Linked DNA regions of Sus scrofa: region 2 is linked to region 1. Evidence: chromatin contacts called from public HiChIP or PLAC-seq data. All regions are on one chromosome and are shown on one strand. Each heading gives the region's core, a stretch centred on a gene start, on an enhancer-like site or on the middle of the called end of the contact. The rest is flanking DNA. Distances are from core to core; before and after follow the strand shown.

Region 1 (5,904 bases), core at 3,364-5,863:
ACCTAGAAGTGGAATTTCTAGATCAAATGGCAAGTCTGTGTTTAAGTTTTTGAGGAATGAACCCGGTCTTTCATATGCTGCACCATTTTATATTCCTACTAGCAATGCATAAGAGTTTCAATTTGTCCACATCCTCCCCAGTGTTTTGTTTTTTAAATAATAAGTATCCTGATGGATTTGAAGTGGTATGTCATGTTTCTGATTTGCATTTCCCTAGTGATTAGTGATGTTAAACATCTTTTCATGTGCTTGTTGCCCATTTAGTGGAAAGGTCGTTCACCCTTTCCATGTGGGAACACAGTGAGAAGTTGGCAACCTGCAACCTGGAAGAGGGACTTTACCAGAACCCAACCAGGCTGGCACCATGACCTTGGACTTTCTAGCCTCCAGAACTATGAGAAATGCATTTCTGTTGTTTATAAGCCACTCAGTCTGCGGTTTGTTGTGGCAGCCTGAATGGATTATGACTAGCACACTAAATATAGCCTTTTCCAGTTTGCTTTTCTTCATTCAACAATATTTTAAGATTACCCAGTCTGAAATGTACACATCTAATTCATTCATTTTATTCATTGTTTATCATTCTGCTGTATTCACATTGAGTCAAGATATTTAAATTCATTTCTCCATGAGGGCTAGCTAGGTTGTTTCTAACTTTTAAAAAATAGCAAATAGGAGTTCCCGTTGTGGCGCAGAGGAAATGAATCTGAGTAGTATCCGTGAAGATGTGGGTTCAAGCCCTGGCCTTGCTCAGTGGTTTGGGAATCTGGTGTTGCCGTGAGCTGTAGTGTAGGTTGTGGATGTGGCTCAGATCCAGCATTGCTGTGGCTGCGGGGTAGGCCAGCAGCTAGAGCTCTGATTCGACCCCTAGCCTGGGAGCTTCCATATGCCAAAGGTGCAGCCCTAAAAGGCAAAACAAACAAATAAACAAAAAACAAACAAAAAAACCCCCCAAATAGCACTGCCACAAACATATCTGTACACATCTTGCACAAACAAGAATTTTTCTATGATAGAAAACTGGATGTGGAATTGCTGGTATTATAGAGTAGGTTGGGGGATGAAAGTTTTTAACAACATAACCCAGGCATTCAGGAGCGAAATGGATATAAACGGTAAAAGGACCATTAACTGGAGCTGTCACTAGTTACTTGATTAGATTATATGTGTCATTTCCACTAGATTTGTTCTAAGGGCTGCTGTTTTTATTGTAACAATGTGATGGTGGATGAGTTTCACCATCTGTTGTCATCATCTGGTTACCTGGCTGAATCTTCTAGGAAGCAGGCTTTCCAATGGATCACTGCCAGCCTTGCCCTTAACTTCCCAAAGAATTTTCTCACTTGTTAGACAGCTGGAGACAGTGATACTCTAAGTCCAAACAGATTGGGTTCAGACACTTGAAATGGTAAATACAAAGGTATCCGCAATTTAAAATATATTTTTAAAATCAGGAATCTGAATTAGCATTGAGAGAGAGGGTATTACAGAAGCAGATAACTCTGAGGCTGTTAACTGAAATCAGTTAACATTTTACTTCTCCAAAAATGCATCTGGCAGAGAGACTGCATGAAGGATCTTATTCTTAGCCTTTAACATGAAGTTATTAATATAGATGCTGAACTGGCACACAAGACTGTCCTCTCACCTGGACGCTTGGTAGTCAAGCAATGAGAACAGATCAACTATAGACCTTCCCCCCTTTTAGAATCAGCCTCAACCATGAATTCTTTGCAAGACCTATTTGCAACGTCATTAAATGCTTTCATGTTGAAATAAACATCACACTCCCTAACATTCCAAACCAGCGGAAGACAACCAAAACAAAACCAAACAGAACCTGGCCTGTGTAGAGACTAGAATGCTAAGTTAGTAGAGGCTGGGAAGTGGGGAAAAAGGGAGATAGGGATTGAAGGGTACAAACTTTCACTTGGGTTTCCAGAACTTACTCATCTTCCAACATATAGCATGGTGACTGTTGTTAATAATAACGCATTATATACTTGAAAGTTGCTAAGAGTAGATCTCAAGGGTTCTCAACATACACACACACCCCAAAAAGGTAACTATTGGAGGTTACCCTTGATATGTGGATTAGTTTGATTGTGGTAATCATTTCACAATGTAAGCATATATAAAAAATTACCTTGTATGCCTTAAAATATATAATTTTTACTATTATTATTAATATTTTTGATTCTTAGGGCTGCATCTATGGCATACGGAAGTTCCCAGGCTAGGGGTTGAATCGGACCTACAGCTGCCAGCCTACACCACAGCCACAGCAATGCCAGCGCCGAGACATGTCTGCAACCTACACCACAGCTCATGGCAATGGTGGATCTTGACCCACTAAGCGAGGCCAGGGATTGAACCTGCATCCTCCTGGATCCTAGTTGGGTTTGTTAACTGCTGAGCCACCATTGGAAGTCCTATAATTTTTATTAAAACAACTAAATTTAAAACACTTTTTAAAAAACAAAAAACCTATTTAAACCATGATTTTTAATACTATTGTTATTGGCTTTTATAATTCCACAGATTTGACTAAATCCTTTGACTGTTACACCCTGGGTCAACTGCAACAGAGACTATAGTTTTACGTATAAACATCAGACTAAAATCTTTGGAAAGTATAAATAAATACGTATTCAAAAGCTAAGTCACTAAAGTTGCTAGAATACATCATTGCCGATCCCATCCGCCATCAGGTTGAATATTTTTCAGCCCAGGTTGAATATTTTTCAACCTGCCCAGGATGCAGAGGCCATCAGGAGATATCTCTGAACTGTTTGAGCTAGAGAGCCGGTATATTAGCAAGATCACTGGTTTGAGCCAGAAGCCTGGCCTTGAAGCCTGGTTCTGTCATTTACTATTTCGATGGCCTTGGGCAAGTCTCTCAGCTTCTCTCTATTTTGCAGTTTTCTCACCTACCGAAAGGCAATGACAAAAACATACTTACCTCCAGGGACTGTTTGAGGATTTTACAAGATGGTGAATGGAACAGTTGTTTTCAACTGTAAAATCTGTGAGCTGTCGCATAAGCCTTAATGGTTCCCACTAGTGAGAGTGCCCAGGTCCTGAGTGAGAGTTGTACGCTTATTACATATTGATTATGTTTTAGGTAAGAAATATCATGTTCTGTTTCATCTTTTGCTTCTCTATTTTCTGTGAGATTTTGTTTTTTGCCCTCTTCAATTTTGCTAACTATGAGGCAATTCATGGATTTAACTGGACAGATTGATAAGGGATTATATTACAAATTGGGACCATGACCTTGGAAAAATAATCTGTTTGAGGATTGGAGGTTATTATATTTTTTCGTTTAACTGAATTTTAATGAGTTATTTCAATAAAATATTCAAGAGTTAGAAAGGCAGTTAAGAATCCCCAACTGTGCATCCTCTGAAGTTCAAATGTTTTCAGATTCGGGCTCAGATTATAACTAGTCACAGCCATTTGTGCCTAGTCAGGGATTGTCATTCCTGACAGACATAAATTATATAAAGCCTACAAGTTATCCACTCAATGTGCTGAACACAAAGCTCCCATAAAAATGAACAATACATGTATCATATGAAACACGATAAAGGATGATACACTCCACTGGGATGTTTTGATAAAGCTAGTTTGGAGAAATCAGTTTTGCCAACCCTCAGTTAGCAAAGATCTATGATTCAAAACAGGATTTCCTGTATGCTACCAGAAACATCCGTGACTCTTGTTTTTTTTTTTTTTTTTTTTTTTTTTCTTGGCCGGTTCTGCTAAATTTCCCCATTTGGAACTTTCAGTCTCTTGCACACATTTTTCCCAAGCCCCGCATATAGTATGTGGGGCTCTGCCTTGCAGAATGGCACCTCGCCAAAAGGAAGAGTGAAGGCCTGATATCTAACCATGTGCCCTCTCAAGTTTGTGTGTATTCAGAAAAAGGGGTACTTCTTCCTAATTTGTATAAAGTTGCATGGCTAACAGAGGCTCTACTGGCCTCTCAATGTCTTTTCTTATCTGTGTTCTCCCCCATACCCTATTTTTCTCTGTCTGGTCACCCTCTTAACATCTATGCCTCTCCAGCTGTCCACAGGCCATTCCGAAGCTCCCTCACCTTCTTGTTTCCAAGGAACCACTTCTAACTCCAATATCTTTTATAAGATCTATTCACATGTATTCTTAATAGCATCATTCAAAATGCATGAGGGAAAACAAACTTCACTGGCTCAATGTGTTGATTTTCATAACTATAAAAGGGGAAAGCTAGGTTGAGCTGAAATGTAAAATTATCAAGAGCAAAACAGGAAACAAATGTTTGCTCAGCCAACCATTTCCTACTGAGGGCTCTCGGTGGAACGTGGTCTATGAAGAGTTGGCTGTTCAGCCTTAAACAGATTGAAGTGATCCGTGGCAGGGGGAAGAACACCAAAGCCAAGGGCTGCCTGGAAGCGCGGGGGAGCGCCAGACCCCTGAGCTGCTGCAGAAAGGCTGACTGTGAGGGCCCGCATCTGTGTTGAAGGGAAGTCTTTGAAAGCTATCTTTTTAACAGGATGATTGTGAAAGCTACGAAGAGGAAAAAAAAAAAAAAAAAAAAAAAAAGGCAGCACAAAACTGCCACTTGAGCATTGCTTCCTGTCCATGTCGCTCTAGCTCTTTGCTGACGGATATTCTTAGGCCTTCTTTGGCTTCAAAGGTTTCCTCTTTTCTATTTTTGGTAGCAGAACGTGGATTTAGATCTGCCTTACCCCTCTCGACTACTAGTCTGTGCCCCCAAAGAGAGTAGGGCTGCTGTTTTCTGTTAGAGATCAGTTCTCTTTCTTTTCAGCACCTCCAAATGATTTTTAATATTAAGGACATAGATTTATGGGAAGGAGTCATTGAGTTTTCAAACTGATTTGTAGTCTCCTAATTTGCACATTCCTTTCTCTAACAGGGGCATCTCAGAGATCATCTCCAGTAACAGGGGCTTGACTTCTGTGATGAGTGAGAGAATCCAGGTTGGGGAAACAGCCCCAGAACGACCAAAAAGTAAGCAAGGATGATTTGCATTGGAGTAACATGGAATTGATTAAGCACAATCCCATTTGGGAAAGAAAGAACTGATGCCTCTGTAATCTAAGATTAGCTTAATTTACACGGACTACAACAAAAACTGCAAGTTTTTGGAGTGCTCTGTAATGCTGAGGACCCTGACCTGTGGAAAGGAAAACACATTATGTCAAAGCAGCATTTCTAATTTCATGGGTGTTTAGTTTCATGCCCTCTATTTCTCAAGTCACTTCTGTTTTTCCTGATTTCATGACCACCCACCCAACTCTGCTGGCCCACGAATAATAACAACCTTGCACGAGTTGTCTTTTATGTCCATAAAACCCAACTTTCTTTTTTTTTTTTTTAATTTTTAAAGAAGTATTTAGTCCTCCCATAAAAATATGGGGCCGCCCACTTGGCTGAAGGCAGAGCTGGGGCCCAAGAATGCTGCCCTGCAGCCCAGCTGCCTCTGCCCACGTGGTCTTCAGCAGGGTCCCTCTCAGGGCTTTAAAAGGGTGACAATCTTATGCTTGAAGAGGATTATCCTGGCAAGTTGTAAACTGAAGAATCAGGCGGGTCTCCCCACCACCCCCAAGGTTATCCACATGCATCTGCATCTGGTTTGACCTTCACAACCCTCTAGAAACCATGAACCCACACCCCATGAATATTCTCCTTGTGCCATTGGTTTTATTTTGTTTTGCAAAGAGCAAAACGAACAGAACATTTTGGGATTGAGGGGGAGGGGTGGCATTTGGAGAATTAATTCTAGGCACTTTGCAAATGGATAACTGACAAGGAAAAAGCCCCTAGTCTAGGTCACAGTAGTGGGTTTCCAGTACTGGAGAAGGTGTCTTTAAATATATTTTACATAATGGGTTTGAG
Region 2 (5,607 bases), core at 1,389-3,888, 77 kb before region 1:
TGGGATGAAGGAACAGCATTCTGGCTAATGAAATACATTTAAAAAAAAACTGGCTTTCCTGATTAGCCCATTATTTCATATAGTATTCAATTATAATCCACCCTTAAAAAGGGGGTGAAAACCTAGGCTATAAAAATGCAAAAATCAAGCATGGATTACTCAGTCTTATAATTCTATCTGCCTCCACTATACAACATGTATACATTAATTTTACAGTGGTTCCTCTTTTCCTATATTCAAAGCTCATTAAGATGACTAGAATGCTAACACTTGCTAAATTATTTACCACCTCCAAAAAAACTGGCCTCATGAGAATAGACAAAATTAATTTCTCAACTTTGAGTCTTAATAATTTTTTCTGGAACCAATTTGTAGTAACAATCGCCAACAAAGAATTGCTCTAGTCAAGTTTTAATCCAATGTATAGGAGCTCATAAACTGTGGAGGAATCTAATTCTTCTAACACTAAGTTACATGTACAAGTGCCCAGAGAAAACTATTACAGTCACAAATCTCCTTTCCTCTCAATACTGCCCTGGCACAGTGCTGACCACATTTTAAGGGTGTGGGGGGGTGGGGGTGGGGGGTGTGTGTGTGTGTGGTGCGCGCGAGCGGAGAGGGGTAGAGGAGAGGGAAAGGGGCAACTTCCAAGTAATCAACGAACTGTGGTTTTAAACAAATAATCAACTTGCCCCCAAAACTGTCAATCACATTAGACAATTAACCCAAACCAACGATTTCTACTGTCAAATTCGTTTCACAAGCGAAACAAACATAAGGCAGTCTTTAAAATACTCGGAATAAAGGTCAGGAAACTCTGTAAGGCAACGAGTGACTATCATGAAAACATTTCCAGCATCTCAAAATACCCCATAAGCCTGTGCTCTGCATAAACTATGCAGATTTAAAATAACAACAACAACAAGAACCAAGGATTATGGCTGTCACACTTAAAAGAATTTCTTTAAATATAAAAATTCCCAGTTGCCACAAAAGGGTCAGGCCAGGAGCCCTTGGTCTGAATTACCTTACACATACCATAATCCATAAACGGCACAGGTACAGGACTATCAGAGCAGGAGCCCACCGCACTGCGTCCACTGGAATCCGGCAGCCGGCGGGCGACCTGCGCAGCTGCACGGAGCAGGAAGCACCGCACCCGCGCCGTGGTCTCCAACCACGCCGGAGAGGCTGCGGGGAGCAGTCACCACCGCTTTGAAACTGAATGGCTGACACATCCGGTTCTGGCTCTTACACCCCTCCGCCAAATGCAAACTTCAAAGGCCGAATTCAAACTCCAAACAGAAGTCACTTAAGTCTTAGCAGTGCAGTCCGCATTCCCAAAGACACTAAGGAGCCCCTTGGGGGACTAAATTTGAAAACTTCACGTCCTAAAAGACCGCAAGCCCCCGCGAGTTTGCAGCCGGTAGGTCTGCACCGCTTTGACAGGCGTTACAGAGCCGTCCACCACGGAGTCTCTGCGGCCGCGCTCCGGGCGCGCCGCCTTCGTCCCCGCCCGGTCCCGGTACCTGAGCAGGGGCTCCGCCTGTCACGGCTGCGGTGACGCCCGCCGCTTTCTCCGCCGCCCTCTGCCCCCCCTTCCCGGCCTCAGGCAAGGCTCCCCATCTACGCCGCCCCTTTTTTGACCACCACCCGCCCTTGGGCTCGGGCCTCACCCGCAGCGCTCCCCCCGCCCCGTGGACTCCGGTCCCGGGTCGCCGCCGCCGTACTGCTGCCCGCCGGGAGGACAGCGCCAGGGTCCCGCGCCGGGGCTCCTCTGAGAGTCCCTATTCCGGGAGCCCCACAAAGCCATCCTGGGCCCCCCGCACCTTATCTCAAGCGGTCCCCGCAGCAGGGCTCGCACGACTGTCACATGTCTGCAAACAATAACAAACTCTCCGGCAGGTCCCCGCCCCGGGCCCCCAACCGGTCCCCCAGGCCAGGTCTGAGACGCCACCCGATGCTGTAGGGGTCAAAGTGGGTGCCCGAGGGCTCGGGTCCCGGCGAGCGGCGCGCAGCCGAGCTGCTCGGAGCCCCGCGGCGCCGTTCGCGGTGCCCAGGGTTCATTCATTGCCCTCGACCGACCGCCTCCCTAGTCCCCGCCACGCTCCCGGCCCCGCAGCTCACCCGACAGGGGCCGCAGTAGAAGGTGGCTCTGCGGCGGGCATCCGCTTCTCCCCGGGCTCGGCCCCCGCGGTGCTCGGGGCGCCGCTGTCTGGGGCGGCCGCCGGCTCTGCAGGATGGGCGCCGCCTCGGCTCCCGGCTCCGTGGGGCGGTGGTACCGCCACAGGCTGGAAACTACTCCCACTCGCAGGAGCGTCCGCCGGCTCTGGCGACGGGGAAGTGGAGGAGGACGGCGGAGAGGCGGCGAGGAAAAGCGGCGGCTCCGGCAGCTGGTCCAGCTCCACACTCCGCACTTTGCGCAGTTGCCGCCGCCTCCAGTCTGCCCGCTCGCGGCCCCCGCTGCCCGCCTCCCGCAGCAGCCCCGCGGCTGCCGCGGGCGCGCTGCCGGCCTTGAGGGCCCCTCCGCCGCCGCCCGCTTCGGGGCTCGCCGCCCCGGCGCCCGGGAATCCCGAGGACGAGGCGCGATTCCCCGCCGCCGCCGCCATTTTCTCTCGCGGGCTACATTCGCTCGGCCCCTGCGAGGGAGGGAGGGGGCGGGGAGAGTGCAGGGGGCGGGCGGACCGGTTGGCGCTGCGCCTCCAGCGTAGGGCAGCCTGCGCCAACTGCGTGAGCACGGCCCTTCGGGCGCCTGGCCTGCACCCACAGGCGGGCGCGCGGGGTTTGGCGCGGCGGGTGGGACGACGGGGTGCAGGTGGAGGGCGCTGACTGTGCGCTCCGCGCGCGGGCTAGCGAGGTGGGCTTGGAGGTGGCTGCGTCGGGGGCGCGCTGTGGTTTGCGCGCCTCACCCGCTGCGCCTCCAGGTAGTCCCGGGCTGCACCGGAGAGAGGAGGAGCCTCGGCGGCGGAACGCCGTTTCCTCTCTGCAGCAGTCTCGGCCCGTGCTCGCCCATCGAATGTTGCAGTTCGAACTTCGTTGTGTGGTGCGTTGCAGGGGAAGCATGCAGGAGGCTTTGCAATCTGTCATTCGCACTGTCCGTTACAGTGGGAGTTGGAGAACTCCGGCGCGTACCAACCCCACCCCCGCCCCCCTTCGCGCAGGTGGCACCCAGGGCAGTCGGCCACTGCAAAGTGAAAGAAAGCCAACGTTCAGTAGACGTGGTGCCGCGGACCAGAAAAATCTTTTTTTTTTTTTTAAGCTTTCCTCATGTTTTGCCTCCCTCCCCCCAACTCGTGCTAAGAATAAAACAAAAGTTTCCTGGAATAGCTTGTTCATAACCTGAAATCACCGATTTAGTAAACCCTTCTTATGCCCTACCCCTGCCCGGGGCTAGAGAGAGGCAGAGAGCGGCGAGAGGGAGCAAGGGGAATCTCTATAGATCTTGATTTTCCTCGACTGTCTTTGGGAAAGGCAGCGATACATATACATTGGACCACTTAAAACACGTTTGGGGAAGGAACCAGGAAGTGCTCGATAATTGTCCTCCGCCAGGTTCTGGCCCTCCCCGAATCCTATGCCTCTAGCTGCACGTCTCTCTTCCCGGCAGGGTCTGGCCACCGTCCGGGTTCCCTCCGCCCCCACCCCTGCAGTGCCGGAGCTGCCTAACTTGGCGTTCCGAACCCTTCCAGTCCCCCGGGGCGTCTGGAGATAAGGTGCTTTGGAATGGAAAAGGCACCATTTACATGTTAATGATTTTCGAGCTTCGGGCTTCTGCGTCGCGTTTTTTCCTCCAGCAGGTTTGTCTATGATGGGAAAAGTGCCACAACCCGGGGACCCGAGTCCCTAGATTTATTTTGTGAAGGTGGAATTAAGGGAGGCGGGGAAAGAGAGGGACGTTCTTCAGGAACCGAAAGGAGAGCGCTGTCTTGTCTGTATTTATGTATTTAGGCAGAAGTCTAAACTGTCTACAAAATCATTGCTTTGACTTCTTGGAAATAGATAAAGTAAGAGCCCCCTTCCTGGGTGTAAGTGTTAACTGAGGAGGATGGTGATATTCGAGGGATTTTTTTAAATGGGTTCAGATTTCATATTAGCTCAGTGTTTTGAATACTGCTACAATGACTGCCATAAGATAGTTTGAGATAGTTACATCCAATGGTACAAATTTTGAAACTTTAGATAAATCTGTTAAAATTTAAAGTCTACATTTAGCCTATAATTATACACTTTTAATAGTAGCCAAATATATCATCCAAAGCAAACAGTAGTTATTTCCCAGGTCTTCCCGGATTGCCACACCCACCAAATGCTACATTGGAAAGGATCGACTTTTCTCTTTCCTGTTTAGATCAGAAAACCTTGAAATTTGCACACATACAAGATACCTGTAAATGAGAGAGTTAAGTAGACGCCTTCAGCCTTTAAAAATTGCTCCAGTTTTGAAGTTCCGCCAGAGTAGCAAAGTGGAATTGGATTTCTGCAAAACATTTTACTTTGCCTCTTTATTCGTACAGTGTTGAAAACTGGACCAAGTGAGAGGAGTAACAAATAAAACACTATCAACTTGCCACAGTTCTCTGACCTCCTCCAGGCATCACACCACCATGGATAAAACTTAAATGCTGGTCTTGTGCCTAGTTTTTGGTGCTTTGTGTCATTTTCCCCTTAATCGTTCATGTAAATATTCGCCTTGTCATTATGCATCTATCTATACACTGAGGGACTGATTTTTTTTGAGAGAAAAATAATCAAAGGACATGCTTGACTGAAAAAGGTGTTTTTCCACTGCCATATGTTAATACAAAGTCTTCTTTGAACAGAATTTAACCCATGAGATTACTACTGTAGTTTTTGCATTTTAAGCATTGGTTAATATTCTAGCTCTGTTTTTGGTGCTGTTGGATCCTGCTTTATATTACTGCATAAAGGCAGTAATGTTGAATTACCTTAATTTGATTACTTTAACTACATAAAGGAGACTTGGGTCTCTTCAAAAGTTGCTTGTACACTAAAATTTCCAAGCTCCTCATTTCTATCCTCTCTCAGATACAAATGTTGCAGTGATTTCATCTATGCCATGATAGCTTTGGTAACCTTTATGCCTGTGCTTTACAGATCACTGCTTCCACATAGTGCTTCTGGCAATTGCCTAAGTCACAGTTCAGTTCCTACATCACATTCATTTGGAGGATCCAGTTTAATATTGGTGCGTTTCCTCATTGTACATAAAAACCACTGATATTAGAATGAACAGATTTATTTTTAAATGATTTTTATTTTTTCCATTATAGCTGGTTTACAGTGTTCTCTCAGTTTTCTACACTACAGCAAAGAGACCCAGTCATACATACATATATACATTCTTTTTCTCACATTATCCTCCATCATAAGTGACTAGATATAGTCCCCAGTGCTATACAGCAAGATCACATTGCTTATCCATTCCAAAGGCAGTAAGTTTGCATCTATTAACCCCAGATCCCAAGTCTATCCCATGCCCTTCCCTTCCCCCTTAGCAACCACAAGTCTGTAGAATGAACAGATTTAATATGAACTGGCAGAAATATTTCAGCCTGTACATGATTCATCATGTATTTATTAAATACC

What was found. HiChIP or PLAC-seq counts read pairs in DNA pulled down with a chosen protein or histone mark.
Region 2: a contact with region 1 is called in an H3K27ac HiChIP or PLAC-seq map of alveolar macrophages. The contact joins the promoter of MAP3K1 here to the enhancer-like site in region 1. A contact is called at or near these places in 7 of 47 Hi-C or Micro-C datasets (blood, embryonic fibroblasts, heart right ventricle and 2 more) and 2 of 2 datasets of contacts at active chromatin or transcription factors (alveolar macrophages and skeletal muscle).

Annotation. Positions count from the first base shown.
Region 1 is chr16:35,794,505-35,800,408 of Sscrofa11.1, reverse strand. No RefSeq gene overlaps it. Among named protein-coding and RNA genes, the nearest start is that of MAP3K1, 75 kb to the left of the region's middle. Within about 2 kb of position 4,613, at least 34 of the 83 cell types and tissues checked have an H3K27ac peak or open chromatin away from gene starts, as enhancers often do. A contact at or near this core is called in alveolar macrophages, skeletal muscle and subcutaneous adipose tissue, where this site is marked.
Region 2 is chr16:35,869,332-35,874,938 of Sscrofa11.1, reverse strand. It overlaps MAP3K1 (mitogen-activated protein kinase kinase kinase 1), which reads right to left and starts at 2,638. Exons shown (of 20, transcript XM_003133973.5): 1 at 2,128-2,638. The coding sequence starts at 2,609.